2 separate regions of the Pan troglodytes genome follow, and region 1 is linked to region 2. A link is a contact called in public Hi-C data. All regions are on one chromosome and are shown on one strand. Each heading gives the region's core, a stretch centred on a gene start, on an enhancer-like site or on the middle of the called end of the contact. The rest is flanking DNA. Distances are from core to core; before and after follow the strand shown.

What was found. A called contact is a pair of places that touch in the nucleus more often than the background predicts.
Region 1: a Hi-C map of induced pluripotent stem cells shows a contact between it and region 2, with 2.1 times the contacts expected there. The contact joins the promoter of LOC107966650 here to the promoter of LSM5 in region 2. A contact is called at or near these places in 2 of 7 Hi-C or Micro-C datasets (induced pluripotent stem cells and stem cell-derived neural progenitor cells).

The regions. Positions count from the first base shown.
Region 1 is chr6:38,430,995-38,434,639 of NHGRI_mPanTro3-v2.0_pri, forward strand. It overlaps LOC107966650 (protein C-mannosyl-transferase DPY19L1-like), which reads right to left and starts at 2,245. Exons shown (of 12, transcript XR_010158431.1): 1 at 2,156-2,245.
Region 2 is chr6:38,259,326-38,262,557 of NHGRI_mPanTro3-v2.0_pri, forward strand. It overlaps LSM5 (LSM5 homolog, U6 small nuclear RNA and mRNA degradation associated), which reads right to left and starts at 1,403. Exons shown (of 5, transcript XM_016957243.4): 1 at 1,331-1,403. It overlaps AVL9 (AVL9 cell migration associated), which reads left to right and starts at 1,438. Exons shown (of 18, transcript XR_010158419.1): 1 at 1,438-2,008.

The DNA.
Region 1 (3,645 bases), core at 995-3,494, 170 kb after region 2:
AGAGCAAGACTCCATCTCAAAAAAAAAAAAAAAAAAAAAAAAAGACAGTAGAGCACACACTTTGGAGCCATTGTCAGTACTCAAATCCCTACTCTGCCAATGACTAGCCCTATGACCTTGGCAAAGCTATTTAATATCCTTGTATCTCAGTTTCCTCATCTATAAAGTGGTTTACCTATCTCATCTGGTAACCATATGGATTGAATGAGTTTCTGATTGTAAAGAGCTTAGACTACAGTCTCACACATAAGCGTTATACATGTACTGAATTTCTCCAATCAACAACAGTCTTCAAGGAAGATTGGAATCTGCAGAGGGAAAGCTTCAGAATGAGTCCACTGGAAAAATACTTCCTAAATTGGTAAATGCTAGTAAAGCTTATGTGATAGATAATATATTTTTATTGTACCTTTCATATATGGCAACCATAAGCTAAGTTTTTCTTTCAATATTTTATTAATTATGAATTTATTCAATCAAAAAATATTTTGGAAGGCAAGCATTCTTCTGGGTCCTTTGCAAACACTACCTTATTCCATTCTCACATAGAAGACAGAGTCTCTTAAACTCATTTAGGTGTTCTCCCCTCTACTCAAGCACTTCTTTAAAAATTGTCTATAATCTTCCATTTTAGTTAACCTAATAAAACACTGCACCTCCCTTTTACAACCCTAAAAGACCTCTGTTACTTTATATTTTCTTTTACATCTAAAGGCAAACCAAAGAACTGGCAGTCACTCTAAGTTCTGCTCACATCATTTATTCAAACTATATAAAAACTAAACCTTAATAGATTCCACCCACAATTTAGAGCTTCTATACAGCTTTTTTCGGTCTTCTAGCCTTAATCATGACAGCCTAAGTTTGCCAGACATCTAAGGAAAGCACCTAACATGGAAGGTAGAGACCAAAAGATGTTTAAAAAAACAAGCTAGGCTGGGCACGGTGGCTCAGACCTGTAATCCCAGCACTTTGGGAGGCTGAGGCGAGCGGATCACCAGGTCAAGAGACTGAGACAATCCTGGCCAACATGGTGAAACCCCATCTCAACTAAAAAATACAAAAATTGGCTGGGCGTGGTGGCACGTGCCTGTAGTCCCAGCTACTTGGGAGGCTGAGGCAAGAGAAAATTGCTTGAACCCAGGGGGTGAAGGTTGCAGTGAGCCGAGATCATGCGATTGCACTCCAGCCTGGTAACAGAGTGAGACTCCGGCTCAAAACAAACAAACAAACAAACAAAAAACACAAGCTAGAAGATGCCAAGATTATTCTGGGAGGGTAAAAACATCATTAATACCCTTAGAGAGAAAATGTGTTGAATCCATGAAACAAAAATAAAATACTATTTTTTAGAAAGGAATGTTTATAGAACAAACAAAACTACTTGGAAATTAAAAGCATGATAATGAAAAATAAAAACTCATTAGAACAGTTGGAAAAAATAAGGCTGATAAAATGTTCTAGAATGTAAAACAAAGCCAAAGAGCTTAAAAATGGGAGGAAAAAAAGAAAATAAAATAAAATTAGAGGACTGGGAACTATGAACATCCAAACAATAAAAGTTCTGAATCAGAAAACAAAGGGAATGAAATAAGTATAGAAATAATTCAAGAAAATTCCCAGAAATCAAAGGCATGAGTTACAAGATTGAAACAACCCATCAAGTGTCTAAGAGAACACATAAAAGCAGATCTACACTGAGATGGTATTGCTCTGAAATTTCAGAACCATAGAGACAAAGATATTCTACAATCTTCCAGAGAGAGGAAGGGGAAGCAAAGGTCACATACAAAGGTTTAGAAATCCAAATAACTTCGGAACATCTGAATAGCACCATCTGAAGCAAACGACAATGTTTTCAAATCTAGAGTTCAATACTTGGCCAAACAGTGAACCAAATACGAAAGCAAATAAAGACATTTTCAAATATGCAAAGTTTCATAAATGTTTACCTCCCAGCTATCTACTCTCAAGACCTACTTACTAGAAGATGAGGTCTACCAAAGTGAGAAAATAAACCAAGAAAGAAGAACAAACAGGATAAGGGCACAAGAGATCCAACAGGGGAGAGCAGTCAAGGAAATCCCAATGGGATGCCAAGAGGACAGATGTACACAAACCATGGAAGGTAGCCAGTCCAGAACCAAGTACTTACTGACTCATGCCCAAAATCTCCCCATTTTATTTGTGTGAGCCTGGATGAGCCTGGACCAGATTCTTGTCTGTATTTTATCTTGGCTCCACATGCTTTACCGCTGGCATCAGTTAAAGACACTTACGTCACTCACAGAAGTTGTTCTGCTTTGATATGCTCCAGAGAGCCAGGGTAAACAGTGGTAAATTTAGAAAGAGGGAACAGCTCTTCCCCTCATGATATTTCTGCTGGATATTCAGTACCTGGCTACTACATTTCTGCCAGATGTCCCTACCGACTGAGTCCCACATTTATCCCAGGACTAGCTCATGACCTTGCCTACTGATGTCCTTAGGAATCAGGCTGCTGGTTGAAAATCTATATGGGATTTCTCAGGCCTGGCCATATGCAAGGCTTTGCCTGGCAGGCCTCACAGGGAAAAGAAGACCTTCACACACCAGGCTTGGTGCAGAGCCAGTGTACTGTAGTCTCTCAGGGGAGTTGCAGTCAACGACTCAGCCATTTCTGGGTGATAAAGCTCTTCTTATATTTGCCTTCCTAGCCCAGGCACCTTTATTTCCTGGTCCCATTCTCTGCTGGCAGAGAGGGGCTCCTTGAAGAGGCTGCTCCCCACTCTGACTCAGACTCTGCACTCTTTGGCTCCTGGCCCTTCTCCTTTGCCCCACCACCTCAAGAACCATAAACTGCAGGAGCCTTTTGTTCCCTTTTGATGGGGGTGAGACATCCTGATCGTCACATCTCACTTATACCATTACAGTAAATGATTAAAGGCTTAACTCTCACTTTTGCCTTGTCGCTTTAACCAGCCACTCCAATACCTGGCAGCTCAGCTCCCTCCCCTAGCTCAGCTGAGCTCCTGACAGCCTCAGAAAGTTCCCTCAGGGAACCTAAAGACCATGACTCAGAAATTCTCTTCTTCTGGGAACTTTCATCTAACAAGGGCAATAGTGTCCTCCCCTTAAGCAGCTAGGTTTGTGCCTGATACTCAGTTTTTCAAAACTAAACACACCATATTTAATATATACACATGAGTGGCATAATCATAAAGAAAAACAAGGAAAACATTGGTCCAAAAGTTAGGATGCCATTTCCTCTGAGGGTTGAGGGAAGGAAAGAGAATGCATTAAGAAGGAATTTTAAGGGTATGAAAGCTCTGATAATTTATTTATTTTTTTAATCTGTGTCATGGGTATGTAAGTATTCATTTTACTAATCTTTAAAAATGTATATAAAGATTTTACACAATTCCATAGTCCTAACATTTTACACATAAAAAAGTATTTTTTTTACTAGTTATTTATTTACTGGGTCACAGATAATACACTCATATGATAACAATGCATAAAATAAAGTAAGGAATTTCACACAGCTGTTTCTGACAAGAGCCTCAACATAAACTGAAGGGATAATTTAAAAGTAAAGTTCCAGTAAAAGTATTGCATGGGGTACAATAAACCAAAGTCCAAGTAGGCAGCAGTGACTGGGCAGCT
Region 2 (3,232 bases), core at 153-2,652:
GAAGTGCGATGGTGCAATCTTGGCTCACTGCAACCTCCACCTCCCGGGTTCAAGCAATTCTCCTGTCTTAGCCGTCCGAGTAGCTGGGATTACAGGTCTAATTTTTGTATTTTGTACTAGAGAGGGGGTTTTACCATGTTAGCCAGGCTGGTCTAGAACTCCTGACCTCAGGTGATCTGCCTGCCTTGGCCTCCCAAAGTGCTGTGATTACAGGCGTGAGCCACCACACCCGGCCCTTATATACATCTTTAAAAGGTGTTCAATTAGACAGTAATTTTAGCCATGCCAATTGTGGAAAATATCAAGACAGGTTATATCAAGAAAATATTAATAGTTAACACATCACACAGCTGACAGCTCAAAACAGTTAATATATTAATAAAACAGTTAATATATTCTGCATACAGGGAGCAATATAGTTTTAAACAGTTTTCTGAGCCAATGCCAATAATTTTGTAATACAGAAAAGAAATGTATAGCAGCATCTTGAAAAATGTCTGCAGTATTAGCATTAAAACAGTTCTACTGAATCACAGAAACTAAATTTGATTTAGGAAGCCTACTGTTTTTCTCAGCTATGCTTAGATTAGAACAGAGCTCCTTACTTTTCAAGACCAGAAGTGCAAAATATCACAGTTACTGTAGTAATCTCGAATTCTATTTGAAGCAGACACTTATCCTTTAGGTTATTTGAAAACTGTCCTAGATAAGACTTGTTAAATCTTTTCTATAATGCACTTTAAATTGACATGAGATTCACTGCTTAAAAAAAAATCGTAGTACAATCAGTAAAGGAATTTAAAAACCCTGGTGACAACAGAGCCCATATATTTTGTATTGACCAGAGTACTACACCCAAAATGAGATGGTATGAAAAGAATATTCTTATAAAATCGCAGGACTAGAATAATCATTTTACACGTATCCAAGTAAACTTCCTTTGTTGTCAAGGATATTCTGTTTCAGGTTTTAAATGCGTCTCAGATTCCTACACATAATATTTAAACGAAGAAAAAAAAACTCTAGAAAGAAACAAACAAGAATTCTCGGGTAAGCAAGTAATTTAAAGGCTGAATACACAGATACGCAACCTCACCAGTATGCTCCATGTTACTACATATTTAAGAATAAGGACGGGGGCCACAGAGGCAAAGGCAAGGAGGTGAAGGAATCGGACACTCGGAGAGTGAACCGAAAAGATGTGAAAAAGCAAGGAAAACAGAAGAGAAGAGGGAAGTGGGAAAACTTTGAGGAAAAAAAGAAGGCAAAAGAGAAGGAAGTGCTTTGAGATTGAATCCAGGGAGGAAAAAGCAGGTGTGCCACGCCGCACCTCCAGGTCCCGCGGACACCACAGGTTCTGCAAGCCCAGCCGCCCGGGTCACGTAAGCCCCACCCCGCCGCTCCCCGTCAAGTCCCACCCGGACCCGCCTGCCCCCCGGACCCCCCGCTCCTCCCCCCGCTCCTCCCCCCGCTCCTCCCCCCGCTCCTCCCCCCGCTCCTCCCCCCGCTCCTCCCCCCGCTCCTCCCCCCGCTCCTCCCCCCGCTCCTCCCCCCGCTCCTCCCCGCCCCACAGAGTCGATCTCTCCTCTCCTAGACCCACCCCGCTCCCCCAGGCTCCACCTCGGCCTCTCAGACCCCGCCCCGTCAGGGCCCTCCCGGCCTTGCCCAGCCCTGCCTCGCCGGCGGCGGCCGCCATGTCAGGTGACAGCCCGGAAGCTGCGGAAGCGGATGAGGGAAGGGCGGCTGTGGCCCTGGGGGCGGCGGGAGCTGCTTTGCCTCCACCGATCTCCCTGTGCGGCCCTCATGTGCTGTGCTCGCTGACACCCGAAGTCCGCGGCTTTCCGCACACGGTGGGGTCGTCAGACCCGCTGCCCTTGGCGGTCGAAGTCGTCGTGCGGGCCCGCGGCGGCCGCCCATGGAGAAGGCCAGGAGAGGCGGGGATGGCGTCCCCCGGGGGCCCGTACTGCACATCGTGGTGGTCGGATTTCACCACAAGAAGGGCTGCCAGGTGAGGAAAGGGCCCGCCCCCGCCCCCAGCCGTTCGGGCGTTCGCCCCTTCCGGGGCCCCCCTGCCCTGCTTCTGTGTGCTCAGCTCGCGTCGAGCAGTCCTCCCCACAGCGCCCGCGACCCTTCGCCTCTCAACCTGACTCCTTTGCAGCTCCTCCCACCCGCCCCACATGAAGCCCAGCCCCCACAACCTCTTCCTTCTGTCCCTGAAAAATGGTTGTGAGCAGCGGAGGAGCTGGTTGATATGTGTAGGTTGTAGGTTTTTAACTCCTGCTTTGGTGGAGTGGGAGGAAAGCATCGAAGACCGGCCCCACTCTCTTCCCCGTCCATCATTGTCTCCACTGGCTTTCTGGGTGTCCACCTATAATGGGAGTCTAGAAAAATTCAGTGCTTGGACTCTGCTTTCAAGGTAATAGGCTCAGTGGGCTTGCATACTAATGCTTCAGGTAGCTTGCAGCACATGCAGCCTCCGTAGAAAAATCAGCTTCCTTTGTTTATCTGATGGAAGCCTTGGAATCTGTCCTGTTAGGTACGGTTGTCGATTGACCTTGCCTCCCCCTTCCCATTGGTCCTTAGTTTTGCTATTTCATCTTCTCCAGATTTTGCCTTTTGGTGAGAGATTAATCTCTCCATATCAACCGCAATAAGAGAAAGTGTATTACCAAACCGTTCAAATATAAAGGCGTTTTTCAGCAGCCTCACTGAATCTTTCATGCAGCATCTGAAATGGAATATTTGCAATCTATGTATTGAAGGCAAGAGAACAAAATAGAAACAGGGTTATTGAATGAGCAAGCAAACACTGGAAGGGAATGATGTCATAATGTGCTAGTGAACAGTAAATTGAAATGCTTTTTTGAAGTATTAAAAATAGTAATTGCCACCACTAGCTAATGAAGCATTTAGTTTCTTGCATTCCACAGGAAATGTAACATTTTAGAAGACTTATTGGCAAAAATTAAGTTCTCTAGGGAATAACAGAAAAGTGATGGGAGTGAAAAAATCGTGTTTGTGCGTAATTTTGAAATATATCCTCACACCTGTAATGCCAGCACTTTTAGAGACTGATATGAAAGGCTCACTTGAGCTCAGGAGTTTGAGACCAGCTTAGATAACAAAGGGAAACACTGTCTCCACAAAAAAATTAAAAAATTAGTTGCATGTGATAGCGCACTTGTAGTCCCAGCTACTCGGGAGGCTAAGGTGGGAACATCGCTTGAGCCCA